Linked DNA regions of Mus musculus: all the other regions are linked to region 5. The links are chromatin contacts, called in public Hi-C and promoter capture Hi-C maps. All regions are on one chromosome and are shown on one strand. Each heading gives the region's core, a stretch centred on a gene start, on an enhancer-like site or on the middle of the called end of the contact. The rest is flanking DNA. Distances are from core to core; before and after follow the strand shown.

Region 1 (2,700 bases), core at 27-2,526, about 14 Mb after region 5:
CTTAGTGGTTAAGAGTAGTAGTGACTGCTCTTCTAGAGGACCCAGGTTCAATTCCCAGGACCCACATGATAGCTCACAACTGTCTGTAACTCCAGTTCCAGGGGATCTGGGACTTTCACACAGACAAACATGCAGGCAAACCATATAAAATAAAAATAAAGACATCACTTTTAAAAGTGGGGAAGGGGTGGTTTGCATTAAGAAAATTGGTGGGCAGTTAGGTACAACAATTGATCACGACTGTGCCTTTTTGGGGTGCTAGAGATGGAATCCGTTGTCTCAGGCATGCTGAGGCTTTTCCAGGACACCACTCTAGTCCCCACTCCACTAAAAACCCAAACACTCCTCCTATCCCAGAAAAAACAAAACCAACCAACCAAAAACCCAGGGCTGTCGAGATGGCTCAGCTGGTAAAGGCACCTGCAGAGACCTCTCAGGCAGTGAGGAGGCAGGGCACATTGTATGGCAGCGCTGCGGGCCAGTGTGCGCAGGATGGCAGCCTCTCCCTGAGCCTTATACCCACATAGTGGAAGAAGAGAACCAACTCTTGAGAATAGGTCTCTGACCTCCACACAGAGACCTGTGAGGCACAGGACCACACACATAGTCATACAAAAAAAAAATGTGATTACAAATGTGTAAGAGTTACATATGTATATATGTGTGTGTGTGTATATATATATTCTCTCCTCTCCCCTTCCCAGTCTGTCTTGCTAGGTAGTTCAGGCTAGTACTCACCATATACTCCAGGCTCTCCTCCAACTTGCTGTCCTCCTGCCTCCAGAGCTCTGGGATTGCACACACGGCTAAGCCTCTTTTTTCATGAAAGTTCACAACACAGCCAAGCCCAAGAGTAGTCAGCACGTGAACAGCGTGCCCGAAGTCATGCTTATTGAATTACACTAATGTTTTGAAATAGATCACATGAATATTCCCGTTTTACACCCGAGGGAACTGATGGCTAAAGAGGTCAGAAGGCTAAGTACTGTTGGAATCACCATTTGAACATGGATTTGCTATCTCTGATTCAAAGCCCATGGTCTAGGGAAGAAACGTACTCTCAAAATTAGAAACAGAGAGTTCCCACCCTCGGGGCAACGGAAACCACAAGAAACCTGAAGTGGGTTGAGCATCTCTGACAATCTGCAGGCTCCCATGCACAGCCTAGCCAGCCCGCGGCCCGCTGCGCGACCTCCCGACACACGAGGGCGCTGTCGCAGCACGGCGGGAAACGAGCCGCCAGCTAGTGTCGCGAGATTCTTAAAGCCGGAAGGGCGAAAGAGCAAGGGTCACGTAGACGGCGCTCCCCGCCCGGCTCGCGTTAAGTTCTCGCGCGAGTTGTACTTCCGCCCTTTTGGCTCTCCGGTCGGCACCATGGCGGTCGGCAAGAACAAGCGCCTGACGAAAGGTGGCAAGAAGGGAGCTAAGAAGAAAGTGTGAGTGGCGGATCGCGCGGGTCCCCGGCCGTTGGGCTCCGCAGGAGTTGGTGGGCGGGTTCTGGGGTGCGGCGTGGGGCGGATGGTGAGGATGCGGGGTGGATTGCGCGGCGGTGCTGCGCTGCGCGGCTGGCGGGTGCGTCCCGGGCGGCCGCCTCTCCGCCACCCGGCCGGGTGTCGCGCGCCGCGTGTGATCTCCGCCCTGCGTCTCTAGCAGTCGCTCGCGTGTCGCGCGCGAACTGTGGGCTCCTGGGTTGCTGGAAGTCCGTGGCACTTTTTAACACCGCTCTACGTCAGTCACTCTGGCTGTCCATGTCGGGACCCCATGTCAACTTGTGTGCTGGGCTCTCGTGGGACCGACCTGGAGACCCGGGACACTTGTTTAGCAGCAGTTTGTGCTGTTGCGGACCAGTCACTGTCACAGGTCCCTGAGGTTCCAGGGCAGTGTGTATATAGTACTGCCTGTGTGATGGAGGAGTGGGGAAGGCATGGCTTCGAACTTACTGCTTTGTGCACTGGCAGACCAGCCGGCCTCGCAGACGTTCACCCCACGGGGAGGACGTCCGTCGTGTTAAGTGCAGGCCGATTGCAAGATCGTGCCTGGGAAACTGTTAACAGAAGTCTGAAGGATAAGAAGCGTTTAAAAGTGGTCGGGAGTGTTGTTACAATTTACAGAGAAACTTGAGGTTATTTTTCTCCCATCCAGGGTCGATCCATTTTCTAAGAAAGACTGGTACGATGTGAAAGCTCCAGCCATGTTCAATATTAGGAACATCGGGAAGACACTAGTCACGAGGACTCAAGGAACCAGTGAGTACTGTGGGCCCCTTTTGCTTTGTTCCTAAGCTGTGGCATGTGCATATTAACCGGCGCCTTGGTCAACTCTGATGGGGCGCTGGATTGAAATGTCAGCCCAGTGGTTGGAGGGCCTGGCATTGGGAGTGCTTGGTCTTAGTACAGATGTGGCAGCAATGAAGTGTTTGTACAGCTGTCCAAGAGAACGTTTAGGTGTTGGCAGTAAGCCACTGGTGTGAAGGTGGGTTTGGTTAACAAGTTAACAGGGTTTGTGGTTCTTTTTTAGAAATTGCCTCTGATGGCCTCAAGGGTCGTGTGTTTGAAGTGAGCCTTGCTGATCTACAGAATGATGAAGTTGCGTTTAGAAAATTCAAGCTAATCACTGAGGACGTTCAGGGCAAAAACTGTCTGACTAACTTCCATGGTATGGATCTTACCCGGGACAAAATGTGCTCCATGGTCAAGAAGT
Region 2 (2,700 bases), core at 166-2,665, about 15 Mb after region 5:
TACAGAAGCAGGATCAGATACCATAGACTACCACAATATGGTATTCCTTAAAACCCGTGAAAAAGAACAGAAAACCATTAGAGGAAACTTTGTTTTCATCCACCAAGTCCCATCCAGTTCTTGAGATCTAAACTTAAATTTTTTTCATTTGTTCATACTTCACTGCTAGCAAATCTTTGTAAATGCTTACAGTGATATACTGTCTCTTATCTGAACAGCCCTACTCTGGTGAGCCAGTACTCCACTCTCTTTGGGGAATTAAATTCTCTATTCCTATGTATGTTCCTAGTCTTCACTTCTCCCTAGACATTTTCTATATTAGTCAGATTTTAATTCATGTGCATTCAGTTTTGTTTTAAGCAGTTCAACAGATGAAGGAATGAGAAAAGATTAATTCCTTCTTTCTAAAATTTGATAATAAAGCTTTCAAGAGAGAGGAAATAAACTAAGAAATTCAGAAATTCTGCATGTTCTAATTGCTAATCGAAGTATTTCTGCAGTTTCATTTCGTGGAAAGAAAATAGTCTAGTTTATGAAGAGAATAGAAAGGTGATGATTTTGGACATTTTTCTTCTCTTCTTCACTGAAATGCTAAAAAGAATGCCAACCTCAACAAAACAAAACTTTTTTAAAAATTGCCTTGTTGCTGTATTTTAAAAGAAGCTTTAAATCATGTACACGGAAGCAACTAACTGCTGTACAACATAAGCAATTCTTTATATAATCGGGGAAAGATTTCGTCAGTCGACTAACATCCTCCTGGGGTCTAGACAAATATGCCCACAATAAAACCACAGATAGCTAGTGCTTTCTGACTAATAAGACCTCTCCTATCTGGGGCTTTGTACAACGGCTATTTTCTGTCTTTAAATTATTGCTAGCCTGTAGTGACGCCAAATGCCCGCTACATACGAGCCAGAGTCTAGTGTCGCAGACCCCACACGAGTTAGTAGGGCAAAGTATTCCAGTCTTCTGTCTGAGAAGACGACTGGAGGAAACGCTATTTTACATTCGCACGTTGTCCAAATATGCCTACTTTAAGACAGAAGTTTTAAGTGTGAGGCTGAAGGTGGCAGGCCTGGTTTTGTGTTTTCATTTAGGTTCAGTTGCCCATAACACAGGTGACCACCCTCCAGCACACTAAAACCCTCAGGCTGGGCTGCCGGGGCCATTATCTTCGTTCTGCACTTCCACGAGACAGGCAAAAGTACGAAGAAGATATACCCTTTCCTCGGCTTCTGAGCCGTGTGGAGGGAAGGCTGAGCCACTGAACTCTGTCTCCTAGCCCAGTTGGATGTGGGCCCAGTCTGAGAGCCACTTCGGTGGCGGGAACCGCCATCTAGCCATGTTAAAGCCCAGCGTCTTCCAGGGAAACCCAAGCGCAGCATGGGCGCCGCCATAGCGTCGCCGAAGTCCCGGTCAGGTGACCCACCCTCCCTCTGCCGCGAGGCTCCCTGGGAAGCGTAGTTCTGGCAATGCGCCACAACCCGTGTAGCTCTTGACCGGAAGACTACTGTTCCCAGCAACCCAATTCAAAGGCTGCCGGAACTTTGTTAGGGAGGGGCGGAACCAAAGAAGTGGGAAGGTTGGTGGGTCCTGTGTGACTCCTCCTAGCGGGGAGTTGGAGAGCTTTGTGGCGGTAGAGCTTGTGTGTACTTTGACAGCTCTTTGAGGGAGCGCCAAGCAAGGAAGCCTCACCAAGGATTTTATACTCAGCTTAAGCCCGTGAGTTGAAACAAATGACCCTAACATTACCACAAAGGCTTCCTGGACCCTCCAACGCTTTTATTTTTTCTGTCTTGCTCGCACACCTCGCACACAAATTTGTGCATTATTTCAACTGATACTTATTTGCATGCCTGCTATATATACCTAGTTCAATAATAAGGCAGCATTGATATGCTAGAAAGAAAGACTTTGGGGATGTTATATTTTAAAGAATTGACATTTTAGGGAGAGGAACCATACAGAAAAACGTTTTAAAAATTGTTTTCATGTCCGAAAAAAATTTTTAAACTTTTATGTGCTTTTTACTTACTATTTTTCTTAGCCAACATCTGAAACAATTTCTTGTGTTAGAAAGCTTTGATAGAAAAAAAGACATCACCTCAATGGATTTCTTTTGTTGTTTGACTTCAGAACTCATCTTGGACTGGGCATATCCCTCAGTGGTACAGCATTTGCCTACCATGTAGAGATGCTAGGTCCCACCCTCAGGAAGGCAAAACCAAGCAGAGCCTTTCATATCCCTTGTTGAAATTCCAGGTGATTTTTTTTTTTATTTGAAAACTTAGTCTACAATAGTTCTTACTTTCATTGCCTGATTTTAATTGTCAACATAGTCTTAACAGCTATCTTTGATTTCAATGGATCCTTGTCTGGTATTTACCATAGTATTTCCAGAGTACAGAGTAGGCGCCTCAAGAATATATGAAGTAGTACAGTGCAGTGAATGTATTTGACAAATGGGGGCTGTTGAGAGGGTATGTTCTTTAGAAACGCAATAACAGATTGGGGTAGTGGTGAAGGGTAAAGTAAAACATATGTTTCTGGGAGATGTGCAAGGTGAGATTGAGGGACCTGATCGAGAGTTGGAGGTTCTGTACCTGCTCCTTGCTGACAGGTCCAGGACAGAGGAGAGAGGTCCCTGTCCCTCTGGGGTCTCTCCAGGGCTGAGCAGGATGGCGAGTGTCAACGGCC
Region 3 (2,700 bases), core at 197-2,696, about 16 Mb before region 5:
GATAATCAACATAAAATTGAGACTTTTTACATTTCTGTTACTAGCAGGTCTTCAAAATCTATGAATTTTATACTTACAGACATCAGTTTGGATTAGCCCGAATTCAATAACTACATGTCTATATATTAAACATCACAAAATAATCACCAATGAGAGGCTGGGGTGGGGTGGGGGTTACACATCAGTGGTAGAGCATGCTAAGTGAGGGCACCACTTCAACTGTCAAAATCAAACAAACAATAAGACAATTAAATAACCTACAGATTCCTATATACGGCTGATGTTTTAAGTCCATTTTTCTGACTGCTTTGCTGGTTGATTCTGGACCTAATTTTAAATCGCATACCACAGTTTAACAGTCCAGCGACTCAATACATCAGTGTCTTCTTTTTGTTTTTGTTGTTTTTTAATTCAACATTTTTTTCACCGTTTAGTTTCTACAAACATTTTCACACCTGGTCTTCATTGCAATCAAATGAACAGCTAGACATATTAAATCAATTTAGCAAATGAGAAAATGTAATGTTCACAGAAACTAACAACTAAAAAGTTATTAGTAAAAGAGGGAAAAATCAGATCGCCTGTGGTTAGTGTGGCAAGTTTGCATTCATCTGTGCGATAAGATACCCTAGTGTAAACTCTGTGAAGATCAAGGTATCCCCAGGGGTCCGACGAAGGGCTTTACGGGTTGACTTATGTTTTGAATGTACAGAATTCCTGATTTTTCCAGTTTTGGGAGTTGGTTAAATGATTGAAACTGACGTGCGGATGAACCGAAATATGTCACTGAACGTTTTGTTTTGTTTTTAGATGGAGTTCTAAAGCTTCACCCCCAGTGTTCTTCAAAGGAGAGCATGAGTGAAGGGCCGGGCGACCTGAATCCTAGTGCGGACAGCTCCCTGAAGTCACCGTGAAGCTTTTGTGGAAATGACAGGGAGAATCAGAGTTGCCACCCAGAAAGGACAGGCTGGGCTCTGTCCCGCTGAGGGCCAGAACACGGACGTGAAGGAGTCGGCTTGCCATTTCCTCATTCCCTTTCCTCGCGTCCCCTCCGCAACGGCCGGCCCGGCCACAAACAAAGGTATCCATTAAGTCCGCAGGGTCCCTTCCCGATTCCCGGTGTGACAGTCCGACACCCGCGGACCGACCGATCCCCACGGAACCCAGCCGCCATCTTCCCCATTGGCGCGACCCCAACCGCCACCCGCCGGCTCCGGGAGCTCACCTCTCCTCGCAGTCTTTGCATTTCACTAGCAAGGGAACAAGCTGCTGGAACAGAACTTGACTCATGTCGGACCGCTGCCCCGACGGGAGGGTGAAGAAGCCCAGTAGGCCCGGCCTTCGGTCCCGGCTGCAAAGAAGAGCCGGTCCCGATGAGTTTGAGTTTGGCGCTCAGCTCCCGCGGAGGAGGAGGGAAACGATAAACAGAGGGAACGAAGGAGCTTTGGACCTCGTCAGCCACCGTCACCTTTTTCCGGTTCGGGCACCGACCGAGCCGGGCTGATGCGTCATTTCCGTGGACCCACCCCCCTCAGGCGGCCACGTTTGTTAAGGGAAGTGGGACCAAAGGGGACTGACAACTTTGGGCTGAGCCAGGCTTTCAAAAGGACCCAGCGTTATGGAGGCTCCGGCGGCGACTTCGCCCTCGATCGGATTTCCCATCGACGGCAGATGCAACTACTTCGTAGAAAAGAAGAAGCGCTTCTGCAGGATGGTGGCGGCCGCGGGGAAAAGGTTCTGTGGCGAACACGCTGGCTCCGCCGAGGTCAGCTATCGCCCTCCCTTCCTGGGAGTCGCGGGTCTGTGGGTGCTGGACCCCAGTCTCGCCCCTTTGACAGGTTCCTGCTTCCGTCCCATGGATTTAAGTAAATGCAGTTCTGCCCACCGCTCGGAGCCGCGAGGAGCCCCCGAGGAGCATTGCTTTCTTGTACTAAAAGCTCCCTCTGCTGTCTCAGAGACCCTTACACTCATCCTTCCTTCCGCTAGTCCCCCATCCTCAGGGGAAGTGATTATTTTTATAAAGGAGTGCTTGAAAAAGATCACTAGGTTTTATTAACTGGGTTCTAATTAATTATAGTTATTGTTTTTGAACGATAACCACTTGTGAATGCATGGGGAAGAAACTTAGAAACAATTTTTGTTTGTTTGTTTAGACTTGTAGATTAGTAATTTGCCTGTTCTTTATACATTAGGAGCCACTAATACTTTTGCACTTACAACCAAAATGTCTTATGACATTAATGTCTGTTGAGAGACAAAAAAAAGAAAAAAACAAAACAAAACAAAACAAAAAACTTTGCTTTCAACTTTGAAGTTTGTTATTTTACGTTTATTTTTCCTTCTCCGTCCCAGAATAATAATTACAAGTTCATAAGGTGTTTTCCTGGAGAGTTAAGTCTAAAGTCACAGGAAGCCTCATTACCCTCTACACCAAAAAAGAAAACATTTTACTAACCTGCTATACACTGTTTCTAAACTCAAACAATAGATTTTAAAAATGTGTGTGTGTGTGTGTGTGTGTGTGTGTGTGTGTTCTGTGATTACGCTTTGAAAGTTAGAGTACTATTTCCCTTGAAAGACAACTTTCTGTTTTTGAGATGGGGATCTTGCTGAATTGCTCATATTGGTCTTGAACATCTGATCCCAGGAATTCTCCTGCCTTAGCCTCCCAACTAGCTGGTCTCCATCAAAGAATCACAC
Region 4 (2,700 bases), core at 114-2,613, about 13 Mb before region 5:
TTTTTTTTAAATAAAGACAATAAACTTATTGACCAAGGCACAAAAACTGATGCACTTTCTTAAGAGCTTATGATAGATATTTGCTCCCATAAATACTGTACTGGTGTGTGGAGGGGAGGCATATTGTTTTATAGCCTCACACTTGTGAACTAATAATTTGATGTGAAACGGAACTAGATTTCCTCTGAGTGCTCCCCACTTTTTCTTTTCTTTCTTCCTTTCCTTTGTGTCTTTACATAGCTCTGGTTGTCCTGGAACTCAGTGTCACCCACGCTGGCCTCAAAATCACTTGAGATGCATCTGTCTCTGCCTCTTGGGAACTTAGAATGAAAGGTGTGTGCCACCATGCCCGGTTTCTGCTATATTACTCATAGTGAAATCAAAGAGATTTTTAAACGTAAAATTTAACTATTCCTTCCACACACTCTTAAGTCTGTCGGCTTCTGTTCCCATGAGCAAGGTTCCTAACAAACCTCTAAGGTTCACAAGATCTGTCTCTAGTCACTCAATATTTTGGTAATTTATCTCCCCATGCAATGCTTCCTCAAAGCGGATCTTTGAAGTACTGTGTACTAACTGGCTCATATCCATCAAGCAAATTAGAAGTAAAAGACACCCTAGGACTACGGAGTGAGCATACACATCTTGATTAATCTGTAAGGGATATTACTTTAGACCACCAGGGCCGAATCTTAGTCACAACAGTGTAGACTCCAACTTGGGTGCAAGGGCTCAGATCTCACCTATTGGTTAGCAATGAGTCTTAATCTACGTCAGTACTCTCAGTCGTGAGGTGGTGAGAAGAGAACTTACATCCATGAATACGTACGCTAACACATTTTTAGGTATTTACTCATGGAAGAAGCCAATTTTGTTTAATAAACAAACCGTGGCGAGAACTTTCAGCCTGTATTTGCCGACTGATAACGGCGTGCTCTCTCGCCTGCACTGTTGAATCTGAGGCTGGAGACTTGTGTTTCACCAGTCCTAAATGCTAGGAACACACTTGACATTTCCCGAGCGTTCTCCATTCACCAGCCAGATTCACTTTCTGAAAAATCTGGATTAAGAGCCCAGGGAGCAACAGCCCTTGCACGGTTCCTTCAGTACTTGATCCCTGGGATTACAGTATTTTTCTTTTGCATGACTGACGTTCTTCGATGAGATTGCTGTCCTTCTAACAGTGGCGTCTCTTTCAGTCTTTATTTTATTACAACCTCTCATTAAACTTAAAGCACGACTCCTAGGCGCTCTCCCCCGCAACAGTCCCGAAAAGAGAAGAGCGACTCTCCCGGAGGCCATTCTCGCGAGGAGTTCTCCTCTCGCGGGATTTCCCTGCGTCCAGAATCCTTAGCGCGAAGCGGAAACTATCTTCCGCTCAGCCTCGGTGACTGCGGGAGTTCGGCCGGAAGCTTGCGCGGAGGTTCCGTCTCTGGCCGCTTCTGCAGGGAAGCTAGATGGCGGGGCCTGAGCCGCCGATGCCGCTGTCCCGAGGCGGCCCAGGCTCCGCTTCGCTTTCTCCGCCCCGGGGAGACCGCACCCTCCTCGTCAGGCACCTGCCGGCCGAGCTGACGGCTGAGGAGAAGGAGGACTTACTGAAGTACTTCGGGGCGCAGTCGGTGCGCGTCCTGTCAGATAAGGGGCGCCTGGTAAGCGTGCGCAGCGGGCGGGGCGGGGCGGGGCGGGGCGGGGCGGAGCCGGGCCGCTAGGACCGGGAGAAACAGGACTAGGCTCGCGGTCTGCGCCTGCGCAGCTTGCCTACCAGAGAGGCGAGCATGGAATTGAACCTTGAGCCAGTTAGATTAAGGCTGAGCCACGCAGGGACTGTGTAGAGGTTTCTACCGGCGAGCGCACCCGCCCGGTCGAATTCAAAACTAGCCTAGACTTGAAAATACTGTTTCTGTTAGATTCTCATAGTCGTATGCAAGGTTTTTGGTTTTGTATTTTTATTTTAAAAAATTGCTTTTAAATCCTGGGTTGTAGAGCAGGATATACATAATAGCAAAAATTTGAGTGTAATAGACTTAATAGATTAACAAAATGCAAATACAAATATCCCTTAATTCAATCTAAATACAGTAGGCTCTCCTTGAATCAGATTGGACAAATTCAGAGTTCTAATAAACAACTCAAACTTACCAGTAATATAATTTGTTCACCTTTTTCAGGATGGTATTCAAAATAGAATTCAAATGAGAAAATTAGACTTATTACTGAAATTATAGAAACAAAGCAAAAAGAGACAATGCACCTTGAGGGGTGATTTCACTGTTAGTAAATGATTTTAAATTTTATCTTGTATAGACTGAAAAGACTTTTGAGTGAGATGAAAAAGGGTATTCCATATGTATAAATTTTTCATTTTAATAATGAATCAAGCTTCTCCATGCATCACTTTTGTGTGGACATGAAACTCACAGTCTAGAAAGGCTATGCTGAGGGTTTTTTTTTTTTTTAAGGTTTTATTTATTTATTATATGTAAGTACAGTGTGGCTATCTTCAGATCTCATTATGGGTGGTTGTGAGCCAACTTGTGGTTGCTGGGATTTGAACTCAGGACCTCTGGAAGAGCAGTCAGTTCTCTCACCCGCTGAGCCATCTCACCAGCCCTAAATGTTTTAAGAGTGATCTTTTTTGGAAAGAGGAGATGCTTTAAGATTTATTATACTTTTAATTATGTTGTACATTTGTGTATATTT
Region 5 (2,700 bases), core at 83-2,582:
GGACAAAACCTGGCTTTGATCCCACGACCAAAGATGACAACATCAATTGGCAATGTCTAAAGGTTGGGCAGGCCTGAAATCTTCTAAACTGTTTCCCCACCAAAGCACACATCTCCCATCTCTAACAAGGAAATGCACAGCATCTACAGGAGGTAGGGTCCATACACATCTATCCAAATGTTCCTCCCCAGCCTGGAATAAATTTATCATCACGATTTCTTGCCTTCTTTTCATCCAACCCACTACAAATGATTCTTCTTTCAAAACAATTTTCTTAAACACAGAGGATGAGCTGGACATGTTTTAAATCACTAAGAAAATCTTACCCAGTAAATAGTAGCTAAAATTAAAAAGGAAAGGCCGGGCGTGGTGGCGCACGCCTTTAATCCCAGCACTTGGGAGGCAGAGGCAGGCGGATTTCTGAGTTCGAGGCCAGCCTGGTCTACAAAGTGAGTTCCAGGACAGCCAGAGCTACACAGAGAAACCCTGTCTCAAAAAAAAAAAAAAAAAAAAAAAAAAAAATAAGGAAGACAAGTCTACCTGTCAGCTACAATTGTCTACATGTCTAATTTCTAGGTTGGCTACAGAGGTTCAGTAAACCATGGCAGGGATCAATTCTTTTGTATAGTTATACGTACAGTTATATAGACAGCTACAGACATCAGACCTCGTTTCTAAAACTTCTAGACCAGCCCAAGGATAAAAGGGGGCAAGAGAAGAAAAGCTAATTTCCTCGTTAACAGAGTGGCTCAGTCTCAGTCTACAATTAAGGACCAGTAAGCCCAGGGTCACTTCCCTCTCAAGTGACCTGAAAGCGGAAACACAAAGCCAGGTCAATGTCACTCCAGGGACTGCGGGGTCTTTTTACAACTCAGCATCCTGGGCTCAGCGTCTGACCACAGGGAACCCGATTTATAGGACGGGCTGGACTCTGCTAGAGCCGCCACCCGCAGGGCTGCTCGCAGCACCGCGTCCCAGCAAATCCCGGGGACCTGCGTCCCCAGAGCTTGGCGACCCAACCTACCCTGAGTGCGAAGCCCAAAGCCCGGGAGGACCCGCCAGCCCAATCCCTCCCAGCCGCCGCACCCGACTGTGTCGCCCTCCCTTCCCGGCTTCGCCCTTCTCTCACAGCGCTCGGGCGGGCCCATCCGGGCGGCGGCCCGCAGCTCACTCAGATCCGTGGCAGAATTCAGGCGGATGACATCCGTACACTTTGCTTGCCAGAGGCGGAGGCTGAAGCGAACCGGTCTCCAGAGGCCAGGGTGACTGGCGACAGCGATCTGACAGCGAAGGTACCCGCTTCCTCTCCGCCACGCCACCCAATCACAGCGCTCTGCCGTCACTTCCGCCTAGAAGGTAAGGGAAACGCCGGGCGGAAGAAACTTCCAATCGGACCGGAAGTGGCGGGTCTCGTAGGCAGCGCTGTCTGCTGGAGCCTCGTGGAGAGTGAGGTGAGTGTTGCTGGCTCTTTAGGGATCGCGGGGCGCGGTTCCCCGCACAGTGGTGTTCACGGTGAGCCGACGCGGCGAGGGACTCCGCGCTAAGGGCACTAGGGAGGCCGGGGAGAAGCCCTTTGCCGCGGCCGTCTGCATCGCAGAACCCAGAGGCCGCGCGCTGCCCCCGGGCCGGAGTGCGAGGCTGCTGGAACTGCCCGATTTCCTTGGATTATTTCGGGGATGATGTGCAATAGAAACTTAGGTGCGGGGGATAGTTTGAGAGTGACCAGGTCGCAGGAAGGAAAACAAGCGAAGTTATTTGAGAAATAAGCTTTAAAGCCCTCGGGTAGGTACAGTGCATGTGAAAACGATAAACAAGCGTGTTACTATGACTTGAAGCGAAAATCGTGGACGTGGAAGTGCTAGATAGAAAACCAGTGCAGCAGCTCGTTGAAGACAAACTGGAGATGAAAGTGCAGGGAAGAGAAAACTGGGTAGAAAAGGCAGACACATGAACACACATGCATAAAAGCTGAGATCGGTTGGTCTGAGCTTTTGGATAGAGGAACTGCAGCAGCCCCATAAGCTCTGCGAGCTTATTATATACAGTTGAAAATGAAGAGGGGATTATTGCTTACAACTGAACAAGGAGACAGGGTGATTGTATAGAGATAATATCTAATTGCAATAGGGACAGTCTGTGGGGAGCAGTCTTCAGTCAGTACACATGGTGGTGTGGTGGGAGGGAAGAAGGCTATGGTGAACATTTTCTGGAACACTGTAAACATCCCACTTGAACCAAAGGACCATGATGCCTCTCCTATTGGTCTGGGGCATTGAAGTCCTTGACATGGCTACATTCATGTCAGCAGGACCCATTCACTCTGGGCTTCCTCTGATCTACACACAGGGTCTCTTCGAATCCCAGGAATCTCTCTCTCTGCCTTCCCTGTGCTGGGGTCATAGACCTGCATTTTTCTGTGCCTGGCCTTATGTGTGGGTGCGGGTACTACAGCAGGTACTTTACCATCTGTGCCAAGTTACATGCTTTTGATCATGTAAAAAAAAAAGGTTCCTGTTTGTTAGCTGTGCAGAGTCATTGTATTGCAAAAACTGAATTTTGTTTATTTACACAGATTGCCTTCCCGGTGTCATCAGACAGCCCAGCATGGGGCTTACTAAACAGTATCTGCGCTATGTGGCTAGTGCTGTCTTTGGCTTGATTGGCAGCCAAAAAGGTAACATTGTTTTTGTGACACTCCGT

Evidence for each region. Promoter capture Hi-C pulls out the DNA fragments that hold promoters and counts their contacts. A called contact is a pair of places that touch in the nucleus more often than the background predicts.
Region 1: a Hi-C map of CD4 T cells shows a contact between it and region 5, with 6 times the contacts expected there. The contact joins the promoter of Rps3a1 here to the promoter of Gdap2 in region 5. A contact is called at or near these places in 1 of 39 promoter capture datasets (liver) and 1 of 484 Hi-C or Micro-C datasets (CD4 T cells).
Region 2: a Hi-C map of CD8 T cells shows a contact between it and region 5, with 6 times the contacts expected there. The contact joins the promoter of Gatb here to the promoter of Gdap2 in region 5. A contact is called at or near these places in 1 of 39 promoter capture datasets (liver) and 1 of 484 Hi-C or Micro-C datasets (CD8 T cells).
Region 3: a promoter capture Hi-C map of pre-B cells shows a contact between it and region 5. The contact joins the promoter of Sass6 here to the promoter of Gdap2 in region 5. A contact is called at or near these places in 1 of 39 promoter capture datasets (pre-B cells) and 1 of 484 Hi-C or Micro-C datasets (CD4 T cells).
Region 4: a contact with region 5 is called in a promoter capture Hi-C map of pre-B cells. The contact joins the promoter of Rnpc3 here to the promoter of Gdap2 in region 5. A contact is called at or near these places in 1 of 39 promoter capture datasets (pre-B cells), 4 of 484 Hi-C or Micro-C datasets (CD8 T cells, the G1E-ER4 cell line and muscle stem cells) and 1 of 9 other capture datasets (adipose tissue).

The regions. Positions count from the first base shown.
Region 1 is chr3:86,141,244-86,143,943 of GRCm38.p6, reverse strand. Rps3a1 (ribosomal protein S3A1) reads left to right here and starts at 1,276. Exons shown (of 6, transcript NM_016959.4): 1 at 1,276-1,436; 2 at 2,143-2,246; 3 at 2,518-2,700. The coding sequence starts at 1,375.
Region 2 is chr3:85,572,844-85,575,543 of GRCm38.p6, reverse strand. Gatb (glutamyl-tRNA(Gln) amidotransferase, subunit B) reads right to left here and starts at 1,415. Exons shown (of 13, transcript NM_144896.4): 1 at 1,225-1,415. The coding sequence starts at 1,400. It also overlaps Gm3740.
Region 3 is chr3:116,593,704-116,596,403 of GRCm38.p6, reverse strand. Sass6 (SAS-6 centriolar assembly protein) reads right to left here and starts at 1,446. Exons shown (of 17, transcript NM_028349.3): 1 at 1,226-1,446. The coding sequence starts at 1,290. Trmt13 (tRNA methyltransferase 13) reads left to right here. Exons shown (of 12, transcript NM_030016.3): 2 at 811-1,765. The coding sequence starts at 1,619.
Region 4 is chr3:113,628,812-113,631,511 of GRCm38.p6, reverse strand. It overlaps Rnpc3 (RNA-binding region (RNP1, RRM) containing 3), which reads left to right and starts at 1,363. Exons shown (of 15, transcript NM_001038696.1): 1 at 1,363-1,649. The coding sequence starts at 1,458.
Region 5 is chr3:100,161,095-100,163,794 of GRCm38.p6, reverse strand. It overlaps Gdap2 (ganglioside-induced differentiation-associated-protein 2), which reads right to left and starts at 1,332. Exons shown (of 14, transcript NM_010269.3): 1 at 1,130-1,332. Wdr3 (WD repeat domain 3) reads left to right here and starts at 1,388. Exons shown (of 27, transcript NM_175552.5): 1 at 1,388-1,451; 2 at 2,573-2,700. The coding sequence starts at 2,605.